2 separate regions of the Mus musculus genome follow, and region 2 is linked to region 1. The links are chromatin contacts, called in public Hi-C maps. All regions are on one chromosome and are shown on one strand. Each heading gives the region's core, a stretch centred on a gene start, on an enhancer-like site or on the middle of the called end of the contact. The rest is flanking DNA. Distances are from core to core; before and after follow the strand shown.

Region 1 (5,806 bases), core at 1,145-3,644:
ACAGCTCCTTACAGGCACTTGCTGTGCGACTGAGTCCTTGACACCTCCCACCATCCACATGTAGGCCTGGGCTGAGCCAGGGCTGGACTCTGCTGAGTGGCCACTCTGGAAGCTTCTAGGGCACATTTTTCTTGCTTACCCTCTCAATCCTTCTCCCATCTGGGTTTTGCTTAGACATTTTGCAAGAAACACCATTTAATGGGCCTGTAGGGTATGGATGACATCGGGTGGGCACTGTGCAGTTTCAAAGGTGAAGTAAATGTGACACCTACTGTCCCCTTGCGGTGTGCACACACACAGGCAGTACCCTACTGAGCCTGTGCCTCTTTCCTCAGCAGGTGGCAAGAGTCCACCCTGGCTTTGCAAAGCGCTGCCTATGTCTGAATCCACCTAGGAAAATGTATTGTTCCCCATATGGGACAGCGCACCTAACCAGATCATTTGCAGAACACTTTCTCATGGCTCTCCATCTCCCTTGAGATCTGCAACTCTTGAGAAATAAAACAATTTAATGGCTTCTTTGATGTATAGACAACAGAAAGACAAACATTTCTCTCCATGCATGATACAATGAAATTCAGGGACAAGAGACCATCCAAGGACAGGAGCCATGGTACTCCGGTCCCCATTGGCCTTGTGTCATATGGTCCAACTTTATGGCTCAGCAGCTGCAGTCACAGGGGAGAGGTGGGAGGCCTTACGGCCTCCTGGGATGGGAGTAAGGTGACAGCTGCTGAATATGCCGGCATGCATGGGCACTGCCATGCACTGGTGGACCAGGAGCCGAGGAGAGGGGAACAGGCTTCCAGGTGGACTCTGGAGATGACTGTGGGCTCAGGGGCACCACAACAGTTCCTGAGACTGGGGCTAGGCCAAGCTAAAGTACTGGCACTGGAGGAACTGGGAATGGGGACCACAGCATCCTAGAGCGAAGGCTGAGCGCTGGATCATACTTTCCTCGCACCCACTGAGCTCTTGATGACACAGCTTCGTCTCCCGTAAGCATCCTTAAGATGTGGAGCTGGGAGGAATGGTGAAGACAGGAGGGATGAATTCCACCCAATCATGTGGCCACCTCAAATGTCTCTGTTCCCTTCTGCCTTCCCTCCCCTCCCCTCTACCCCCCAGAGACCTACAGAGACCCAATCACACTCCCTCGTTATAACAGTCGAGTACATTTCTAGAGAGGGAGAAGGATAAACGCCATGGGCATTTGAAGGGAAGACCCAGGGAAGACTGCAGTGAGCCCCAGAAGCTGGTAGCCATGGCCCAGGTCTCTGATGCAATCATGGCAACCATCTAACTGAGCATCTTGTGTCGGTCGAAGACCGTCTTCCGCTGCTCCTGCACCTGCAGCTTCCACCGCTGCTGAGCGCCTTCCACCCGCTCCAGGACAGTGTTTGCCCGGGGTCCTCCAATGGACGCAGCGGCTGTTGCCATGGTGCGAGCATCCTGCATTGGAATAAGAAGGGAAACGATCTGAATGAGGATGGAGGGGTCAGGGCTCTGGATCCTTAAAGTCTGGCATGGAACCAAGTACCCCAGTGAGCACTTCTAAAGTCTGAATTCCCCAAGGGCTGTGGGCTCCATGAGGGCCTTGCCTGGTCATCTGAAGACCTCAATGGTGTGCCTAGCCAGAAAGCTTTGGTGTCTTTAAGAGTCAGGAGCATCTTCTGGGGCCCAAGCAATTCCAGCAGAGCTGGCTCAAGTCTAGGTCTCACCCTAACCATTCCTAAGTCTCAGGAGAAGGACTGAATATTGGCTTCAAGACCTCATGTACACCGGCCAAGACTTCAAGAGCTATGTACCCAAATGCACAGGGCAGTTACTCAACTGCACACCTCCTCTCTCTGTCCTACTGCTCAGGGGACAAGAAGAAGGGCGCGCGCGCGCACACACACACACACACACACACACACACACACACACACACAGAGAGAGAGAGAGAGAGAGAGAGAGAGAGAGAGAGAGAGAGAGAGAGAGAGCGATTGATTGCTTCTCCTGAAAAAGAGAAGATGGGACATCCTTCAGAGCCTGGTAGGGGTGAAAGTCTAGGGTTAGGGTTCAACTCTAGCATTCCCATGTCATGGCCAGCTGCAGCAGTCAGCCAGTCCCATGCTTGGCAGATCTGCTCTCTCTCTCTCTCCCTCTGCTGGTTTTCCTGTCCCCCTTCCCCTTTGCTCTCAGACCCACTTCACCTTCTGTCGCTTCTGTCGTCAGTCTTCTCTTAATTATCACTCCTCTGCCTCTGAAGCTCCAGAGCCCATGCATTTCCTGCAGGACCCAGAGCTGATCTCTGGGGGGAGAATTAGAGCCGAGGGCCAGGCCCACAGCCCGTGGGGATTTCCTCCCTAGCTCTCCCCGCCTCTCATCTCCTGCCACATATCTCTTAAAGGATTAGTGCACCCCTCTAAGCCCAGAGCCGCCCAGTAAATGCAACTTTGCTTCTAATGCCCCGAGCTGGCATAGCTTCTGTCACTGCAGCTGCCAGCTTGAGAGTGGGGTGGGGCAGGAGGGTATAGAGAGGCTGGCAGGGCAGAGAGGAGGCTGGGGTCAAAGGGCTGGGATAGCCTTATCCTTGAAGCACAGTGCTGGGCGATTTGTCCTGAGCTCACTTGCTCCTAAGGTGACTTATAGATGGTCCCCTGGGAGTCCATGCTCAAGACTGAGTGGGTGCCATGGGCAGGCCAGGTGAGGTCCAGGCCTGTCACCCCAGCTACCCAGGAAGCAGAAACAGGAGGATAGCAAGTTCAAGGCCAGTGGCAACCACTTAGTGAGATGCTGTCTCAGGACAGAAGCTAACCATGCCTGTGGCTGTAGGACAATTTCTAGCAACATGCCCAAACCCAGAAGCAAACCCAAAGAAAAACAAAAATCCTAGTCATGTCTCACAAAATTCCTTTAGAGATCTGATGTGCTCAAGTACCATTGTGTGACTACAAGATGTGTTTGTCATGGGGAGAACCATTTGTCAAGAGAACTGGCAAGCACAGATCGGAGCTCAAGGGCCCTTCTCCCTGGGAGTTCAGCACAGCCGACTCAAAAAAACCTGGCTTTGACTCCTACCAGACACATGGCCTTAGGTGGGTCAGAACCAACCTCTCTCATACAGGATGGAGACTGAGGTGGTCTCAAGGACACAATGAATACAGAAACTTGGTCAGCTTCTGGAGATAGAAAGCACTCAAGGTCAGTGCTGGGAATCACTGAGGCAGAGAAGGGGGAAAGGCAGGTTGACTACTGTCAGGGGAGCTGCCTCTGAGCATCACTGTGGCCTACACCACCACCTCACTCCACCCCTCCCCAGACTGGCTGCGCTGCCTAAGTGGCCCAACCAAGAAAGCAGCTTGGCTCAGACTGCTCTTAGCATGGCTGTAGGGTAGGGGTGGGCACCGAAGACCTGCCCGCCTGAGTAACAGCTCGCCCCCCCCCCCAGGACCCCAGTCTAGCTTCGGGGGGGGGGGGGGGGCGAGGGCTGCTTTCTTCCACAATCCTACTCCTGCCCATTTCTAGGCCGTGTTGCCCTGGAGGGCTCTGGTTAATGAGTGCCTGGGGGTAAAACTGGGAGAGCAGGCCTGGGGTCATCTTGGGGCATGCTGGAGCTGGTGAGAATGCAGCAGCTCTGCTCTTGGGTTGTCTGAGGAAGTGGGAGCTGGACAGAGCCGGAGCAGTGTCAAGGGAGCATGTTGTAACTCACCACATTGCCACGGCTCCACTTGGGAGCGCTCAGGTGAAGTCGCAGCAAACAGCTCTCAAGTGCGAGAAAGCTGCTGCTGAGAGCCTCTGTGTCCCCATGGCTGACAGTCTGATTAAAAGGTATTAGAGTAGCCACATCTATTCCCTAAGAAGACCCACAGATGGCCTCAGGCCTGCCTGCTCGGCAGGTGAATGGGGATGAGGGTGGGGCAGCAAGGAAAGTCTTCCCTTTAGCCTCCCTTCTCCCATCAGGTCTGGGCTGAGGAATGCAGGGAGGCGGGGGACAGTGAGGGCAGGGGATGGATGGAGCCCCTCTCACAGTGGGGCATGAATGTTGACAATTCCCTAGAGGTCCCCAGGTAACCAGACTGATGTCACCCTGACAAGCAGATACCACTCACTATACACCGGTCTCTTTCCCAGGTACTTCACACTCCTACGGCAAGTGGCTAATATCACCTCCATCTTTTGCACAACTTAGACTCTGAAGGAGAAATTGCCTCGCAAACCAAGGTCACCTAATTTCATGGGACCACATTTGAACTTGTTCACACCCCTGGATCTCCTGTCTTAGGACTCAGTTGCTTTTGCTTTTGGCTGGATTTTCCCAAGAGGAAATCAAATGGACAACCAGAGAAGCAGGCACACCTCACCCCAGAGTTAGATCAAAGACAGGTAGCTGCAGGTTACTTGTGGCCAGAGGCTCCCCTCTCTGGACGAGCTCAGTGCCTGCAAAAGCCTTTAATGCCCAATCCCAACAGCGGCCCTGAGGCAAGAGCTCCTCTGGCTACTCCATTAGAAAGCTATACCCTGAGCTCAGTAGCAAGGGCAGTGAGTGGTGAAGCTGGGACCCCAACCAGGACTACTCTCAAGCACTATGCAGTCTAGCCCCACGGCGTTCTAGAAGTATCTGCTGAACGGCACACCTCCCTATTCTATTATCAGGGTGAGGAGGCTATCTGAACAGTCTGGACCCGTCTTTCCCAAACCCCAGGGCCCCCAGGGTTCTTAGTACATACTGCCATCCATCTACAGACAGGAAGGGAGGCCAGTCTTCGGTGAGCCTGGCTTTCTTTTCGTCTGGCTCTCCATGACCTTAGCTCCCATCATCCTTATCCTCTTTCTTTGGTTGCCTTGTACACCCCCTCCCACAGGAGTCTCAGAACTAACTCTCTGCACTGCCCCCACTGGGGGGAGAACTTTGAAGACCCTGTCAGAGCTCAGGAGCGAGTGGCGGAGACTGCAAGAGCCTCAGAGAAACCCTCATTTCTCCCTCTTCAAAGGGGACCAACTCTCTACATCTAAAACGGCTCTGTTGCTGTTTCTGTCCCCACAAACATGCTGGCTTCCTCCTTTCAAAGGGCGTCTGAGCCTAGGGATTAGGTCTAATGCCACTGGAATCCAGGGAGGCAGCGCCCAGCAGCCAGGCCCACTGAGGCTCTGCCAGCGCTTTCAAAGGGAGCACGAGGGCCTTTCATCTCCCTCTGTGGACTGGGCTGTGCAGTGGGGGGATGCCTCCCTTTCTTTGCCAGAGGCCCCTAGCCCCTGGCAGGAGAGCTCCTACCTATAAGAATTGGGGTGATAGAGCCCAGGAGCCCCCCTAAACCTAGCAAACACTCACTAGCTATCAAATTTCACTTCTATCTGGGTCCCAGGCTCCTGGGAGCGGGGAAAGGGGAGCCCCTGAGGACAGACACTTTTCTTTCTGAGGCCAGTAGCTGTATAAGCTCATGTGACACCTCAAGGAAGCCCAGGGCTCGCTCCAACTCTCCCACTTTGAGCTGACTTTGGGTCAGGGGAGGTCTCTCCTTTGGCAAACGCTGTCCAGGCAACTAATCAATCCAGAGGCCCTGGCTTTATGGCCACTTGAAAGGAGACCTTCCTGGTGTGCCAACTGTAGTGACAAAGACTGTCCCTCACCACTCCAGCCCAATGCCCTATAAGAAGGCACCTTGGAGCTACTCCACTTCCACGGACCAGGTGCGTTACTCACTCTCCCATCAGCCCTCAGAGCCACACTCAAAAGTTCTTCTCTGCTAAGAAGCCTTTGCTCCTAACACAGGGATCTTTTACTAAAAATTTCCTCTTTTAGGACCTTAAAGAGGATTTT
Region 2 (5,806 bases), core at 2,260-4,759, 490 kb before region 1:
TATAGTAAGATTACTAAAAGGGAATCACACAAGGATGCCATTTTGGAAAAATTTTAATGTCCTAGTTTTTTTTTTTCTTATGATAAAATACCCGAACAGAAGCAACTTCAGGGTGACAGCTTATTTGGCTAAGGGTACAGTCCATCATCACGGATAAGACAAGGCTGCAGGACCTGGAAGCAGCTATTCGTTCATTCCCAGTCAAGAGCAGAGAACAATGAATTAATGCAAGCACGGTAGTTCTCCTATCACTTTCTCCATCCTCTACAGTTCAGAGACCTCTGCCCAGGCAATAGCACTTCGACAAATGCAGTCAAGCCAACATCACACAGAGGTGCCCACGGGCCAGCCTAACACAGACAATCCCTCAGTGAGACTCCCTTCCCAGGTGACTCTAGATGTGCCAACCCAACGATTAAAACTAACCATCACAGTACACTGCTGAGCAGATTGGACAACTGTAATATAGACACCAAAAGACGTGAACGGACTGTGAACACTGGAATTCACTCATCCTTATATCAGTTACTGTGGAAACCAGTGTTGGTAGATATACTATTAAACACATCATGCTTCAAGGGCTGTAATACACAACATTGGCATCTGCTTGCACCAGGTATGATCTTATTTGAGACAGGGTTTCTCTGTGTAGACCAGGCTGTCCTCGAGCTCAGAGATCTGCCTGCCTCTGCCTCCTGAGTGCTGAGACTAAAGGCATGTTGTTTATGTAACAAGGTTTTGCTGCTCGTTACAGAAGGGAGACTACCATTGGCTTATCATCTGCTACTGGGCAAGCGCCCTCCTTCCTCTCTGTCACCCAGTGCCCACGGACATAGTCCATGAAGTGGTGGGACTTTTCCTTCTGCAGATGAGGAACCAGGAAGGAAGCAGCTAGTGCCTCATTTAAGGTGGTGTAGTTACTCACCGGCCTGCAGTACAGTGTTCAGTGCATAAAACGCACACCCAGCTTCCAAGCAGAGAACTGGGAAATAAGGCTGATCCATGTCCAGCCAACCCAGAGGGTGGGACATTGTTCAGGAGGGAGAAAGGAGGGGCTACGTGGTAGCTTAGTGACAGCACCTGGATTCGGTCCCCACCTCTAGAAGGGAACAAGCAAGAAAAGCGACACAGTGGCCACAATGATTTTAGCATGAATCTAGTGTTTCCTATTTAATTGATATGTAGTAGACAGGCAGAGCCACAGTGACATTTTTTAAATCACGATGAAGTGAATGAAAATAATTCAATAAGAAAGGTCCTGGATTAGGAGGCGGTTCTGGAGCTCATGAGATTTATTAAAGGCACTTCCTTTACAACACTTTTCATGCACATGATTCTGACAGCAATGCCTTCTGCACCACCCACTCGAACACAGTCCCACAGATTATTTAGCATAAATATAAATAAGCTTACAAGCATACCCACAATATTTTTGAGGACAGACATGAGTTTGAAAGATAGACACTAGCTGGGTTTGGGCTTGGGTTTGGGGGACTGACTGTAACCCCAGCATTCAGGAGGCAAAGGCAGCAAGGTGACAGGGTGAGGCCACACCGCACTGCTCAGCTGGACCAAGTCTAAAAGCAAGGAAAAAAAAAAAACAAGGGGGATAAGAGATGGAGAAACTAAAGATTATTGCACAGCAAGGTGAAAACTGCCATTTTGGTACTTGAGTAAGTTCAAGGAAGCTCAGCGCTCAGGAAGAATCCTTCCGCGTACTTCACAGCGTATGAACTCGGTAACAGAAGTGTTACTTCCAGAGCAATGACCGGTACAGAGTGAACCGCAGGAGGAAACCCAGTGGCCAAAGAGGGAAAGGGAAACCAATCCTCTCTGTCCGACAGGACAGGACAGGGCACTCAGAATGGCCTGGTCACTCTGCTGCCACACATCCGACAGGACGGGGCACTCAGAATGGCCTGGTGACTGCACCTCTTCAAAGCTCCTGGAGGCACAAGGGATGGACCACCACGGCTCAGCCGACCACGGGAGAGAGTGCTGCTCTCCTATCTCTCCCCATAGAGAAAACAACAGGTATCTTCAAGCCAGTGTCACCGAGCTCCACTGAATGTACAGGCAGCAGCTACAGCCAAAAGCAGGCCACTCACGGGAAGTCCCTTACAGAACCTGCTCAGGTCACCCAGGCTAAGATACTAAATATCTTTCAAATTACACATATTCTTGAGGTAAAAAATAAACAATTTCCTTAAGTCAAACCCTAAAGTAGGATATTATCTTTAGACTTGATTGTAGATGAAGGGTTCTTAAGGCTATGAAATATAAAAAGGATCTTTAATCTCCATCAAACAACATGTAAACTAAGTACCCTTTAGCAAAACAAGCACTATCAAAAGGGGGCAGCCTCTGACCTCCCAAGTGGTTCTGGTTACATTTCACTACTACTTTTAAATTTTATAAATGAAGCAACCACTGTGGAACACAGAAAACACAGTAAGCTACGATGCTATCTGGTCATATTATTAATATGCAATTATATTATCTTTTTATGTACATTTTGAAAAGAAACAAATCACACATATATATTATTGAAGATGGCAAACAGTTGATTCTTGGACAAAGAGCTGTAGTTTTAGTCAGCTACCTTGGTTAAACCTGTGCTAATAATTTCACATAAACTTAATCCATATGCTATATTTGGGGGAGAGAATGCACAGGCCCAAAGTAACAAACTGTTTAGATTTCCATTCAGGAGAAAATAACTATCTACAAACAGACCAATGAACCAGCTAGACAGCACCAGGGTGGTGAAGTGGGAGTGGGTGGGTGGGTGGGTGGGGGAGCACCCTCATAGAAGCAGGGGGGAGGAGGAGGGGTTAGGAGGCTTGTGGAGGGAAAATTGGGAAGGGGGATAACATTTGAAATGCAAATAAATAAAATAACCAATAAAAAAAAAGAAAAAAAATTTAAGATGAGAAACTAGGACCATAGTCACTCACTTGGTCCTGATACCTTAATTTCATTCTGATGCCAATATTTCAACATTTTTAAACAATATTCTTTGTTTAAAACTCATCTGCTTATAGAATTCTGAGCATACACAGAGGCATTCTGAAGCCAGCACTCCGCACTGTTAGCGCTTTCTACACCCAGCGAGAGGCCACACACAGGCATGGACTTGGAATATTTACACTCCTCTCTTTTTATGCTCTCCTGCACGAGGAAAAGTGACACCAAGTGTCCTTTTTGGTCATGGACGGTCTCCAAGTGCACAATGGTTTCATACCCACTGAATCCTATTCGGGGTGCAGTCCCCAGAGGACACTGCTGGGGTTGCGTCTCCGTGTGGTTCACAGGCGCGTCTTGGCCCGCTTTTCCCGCAGTCAGCCCTGTCTGACTTGCACTGCTCTTCCTTGCTATTCGAAGAACAAGACTCCCAGGGTTTCGACAAACCAGGGCTTTCTCCACATTCAAAACATAGGAGGAGTGACTTCGCTAGAGACTCCAGTTCCTCACAGTCAGCACGAGGCAGTTCATTTCCGCAGCTGCCAGCAGAGGCAGAGTGTGCGCTGAAGTCACTGTGAAGCTTGCGAGCCAGGCTGCAGATAGTCTCGGTGCAGCTTCTGAGACAGTGCAAGTCACTGGGGCACCCTACAAAAGAGGGAAAGGAGAAGGTGGGCTACCAGTTCCAGGTGTCGGCACGTGTTATCACATGACTCTAGCAAGTCTTTTAAGTAACAGGGACCCTACACCACAACTCCAACCACTGAAGGTTTTCCCGTTAAGTGCCTCTCTGATGGCCAAGCGCTGGCTTCCCTGACTCCGGGCAGAGGTGCTGACATGCTTGGCAGCAGCAGCCCGAGCTCCTACACTAGGAACTAAGCACACGGGCATAGTGTAGGGTGGGCTATGGTCACAGCTCGTGCCGGGAGGGAAAGGGAGCCCTGGGATCACACAGGTCCAGCCGCAGACCCCAGGGGGCTGCCTACCTCTCAGCGCAGATACAATCATCTCAACGGTTTGTTGCAAGCACGACTTCAGCTTCAAGAATTCTGACGCAAGGCTTAACAGCTTGGAAACTTGTTGTCTAGAACCTTCTTGTGCTTGAGTTCTGAAGCTTTTCTGTATACAAAAAGTTAATACTTAGAAAGAACATACAGCTGGGCAGCGGTGGCGCACGCACGCCTTTAATCCCAGCACCTGGGAGTTCGAGGCCAGCCTGGTCTACAGAGTGAGTTCCAGGACAGCCAGGGCTACACAGAGAAACCCTGTCTCGAAAAACCAAATAAACAAACAAATAAATAAATATAGAATATATATACATATATATATATATATGCATATATATATGACAGACAAAAATGGAATGTATAATGAAGCTACATTGAAACATTTAATTTTCTTACCAGTACATAACTTCATTTCTATAAGCAAGATCAAAATACAAAATTAACAATGGTTACTTTTAAAAAGCAGTACGGATTTAATCTTAATTTAAACCACAGCCCTAACATCCTAGCACATAGAAACGGACCATAGTACCCAACACCATAAAAGGCTAACATTTCATTTCAAAGAATTCAACCTCACAGTATTTCTTTCAATATTTACTTTACTTAAATACTTCAGCTATGGGCATTACTCTCCTTTTCGGTACACTGATTTTTATACTCCATCTCTCTTTGTCTATAAAGTGTGACCTGTGACATGAGTATATATTAATTCTCCTCTAGTTGACACTGTTTGAGCACATTAGTGTTAAATGTGTTCTTTAGTCTATAGTGACTACAGTCAGGCACAAGCTGGCAGCTCCTAGGCTAGTAACTAAGAAACAGGGGGTGCATTAGCAGGCCCCTGGCCACCATAGACCTAGTACTACACGAGTGCATTAAGTCTGCCAAAGAAAGACTAGGAAACAAGCATGCTCGGTGAGCATGCACAGCAGAGCTGTCTCCAGCTGGGGCTGCCAAGGGAAATAAATATATCTACAAAGGAACCAAACGCAGTGACAAACAAAAAACAATGCAAAGCTCCTCCTACCGTCCTCCATTCAGCGACAGCATTTTCCAGAGACCCGACCCACTCCACAGTACTGGCTTTCATCTGCTTAGTGACCTAGAGAAATGTTAAAATATTTCAGTAAACACGCAATCACCAGGAAACACAATTCTTAGGCCCCTGCGAGACCAGACAGGGAGCTCTGGTCTAGAATCCAGAAGAGATAAAAGTTTCATAAGCCAGCTCGAGGGTTCTTCAAACCATATAAGTGGAATTCCTTCAGAATAAACGACACATTGATTTCCATATAGCACGGCTGAACTGGGCTCAGCGGCACAAGCCTGAGGACCTAACGTTGACCCTGGTGAATGACTCCACAAAGCTGTCTCCTGACATCCACATATGTGACATGACACACAGGTCTCCACACGCACACATACACTAATAATAAAATATAAATATAAGAGAGGATATATTCTGATGTGTAACTATCTCAAAATTTGCCTTTTATTTAAATATTTATAGGCATGAAACTTCTCTCAGAAGAAAGCGAGGGTTTGAATTATCAAAAAAATATGAGGTGCTTTGAGAAAGTTACAAATGTTATGTGATTCCCAGTTGTGATCTATGCTGCACATGGCATTTCCCACCTTACCACTGACAATCAGACCCAGATGGGGACTCCTGGCTCTCACAGTGGTGCAAGTCTTAAACTAAATCAACAGTGAAGCCTTGGCTGGGCCTCTGCTCACTGCTGCCCCCTCAGGTGGAGGCAAGCTTCTGCAAGGGGGTGCTGCTGTGTGTTTAATTGGCTTTCTTCACTAAGCTCTTGTCTAGGTCGGCTCAGACT

Evidence for each region. Hi-C and Micro-C count contacts between places; a contact is called where the count stands out from the background.
Region 2: a contact with region 1 is called in a Hi-C map of rod photoreceptor, with 3 times the contacts expected there. The contact joins two enhancer-like sites. A contact is called at or near these places in 26 of 484 Hi-C or Micro-C datasets (the 3T3-L1 cell line, B cells, the HL-1 cell line and 16 more), 1 of 115 datasets of contacts at active chromatin or transcription factors (astrocytes) and 1 of 9 other capture datasets (liver).

The regions. Positions count from the first base shown.
Region 1 is chr1:136,029,714-136,035,519 of GRCm38.p6, reverse strand. It overlaps Tmem9 (transmembrane protein 9), which reads right to left. Exons shown (of 6, transcript NM_025439.3): 6 at 490-1,452. The coding sequence ends at 1,300. It also overlaps a transcript of Igfn1 not described here. Among named protein-coding and RNA genes, the nearest start is that of Tmem9, 15 kb to the right of the region's middle. Within about 2 kb of position 2,394, at least 5 of the 459 cell types and tissues checked have an H3K27ac peak or open chromatin away from gene starts, as enhancers often do. A contact at or near this core is called in rod photoreceptor, where this site is marked.
Region 2 is chr1:136,525,049-136,530,854 of GRCm38.p6, reverse strand. Kif14 (kinesin family member 14) reads right to left here. Exons shown (of 29, transcript NM_001287179.2): 27 at 4,999-5,073; 28 at 3,948-4,080; 29 at 36-3,609. The coding sequence ends at 3,239. Among named protein-coding and RNA genes, the nearest start is that of Kif14, 60 kb to the right of the region's middle. Within about 2 kb of position 3,509, at least 16 of the 459 cell types and tissues checked have an H3K27ac peak or open chromatin away from gene starts, as enhancers often do. A contact at or near this core is called in rod photoreceptor, where this site is marked.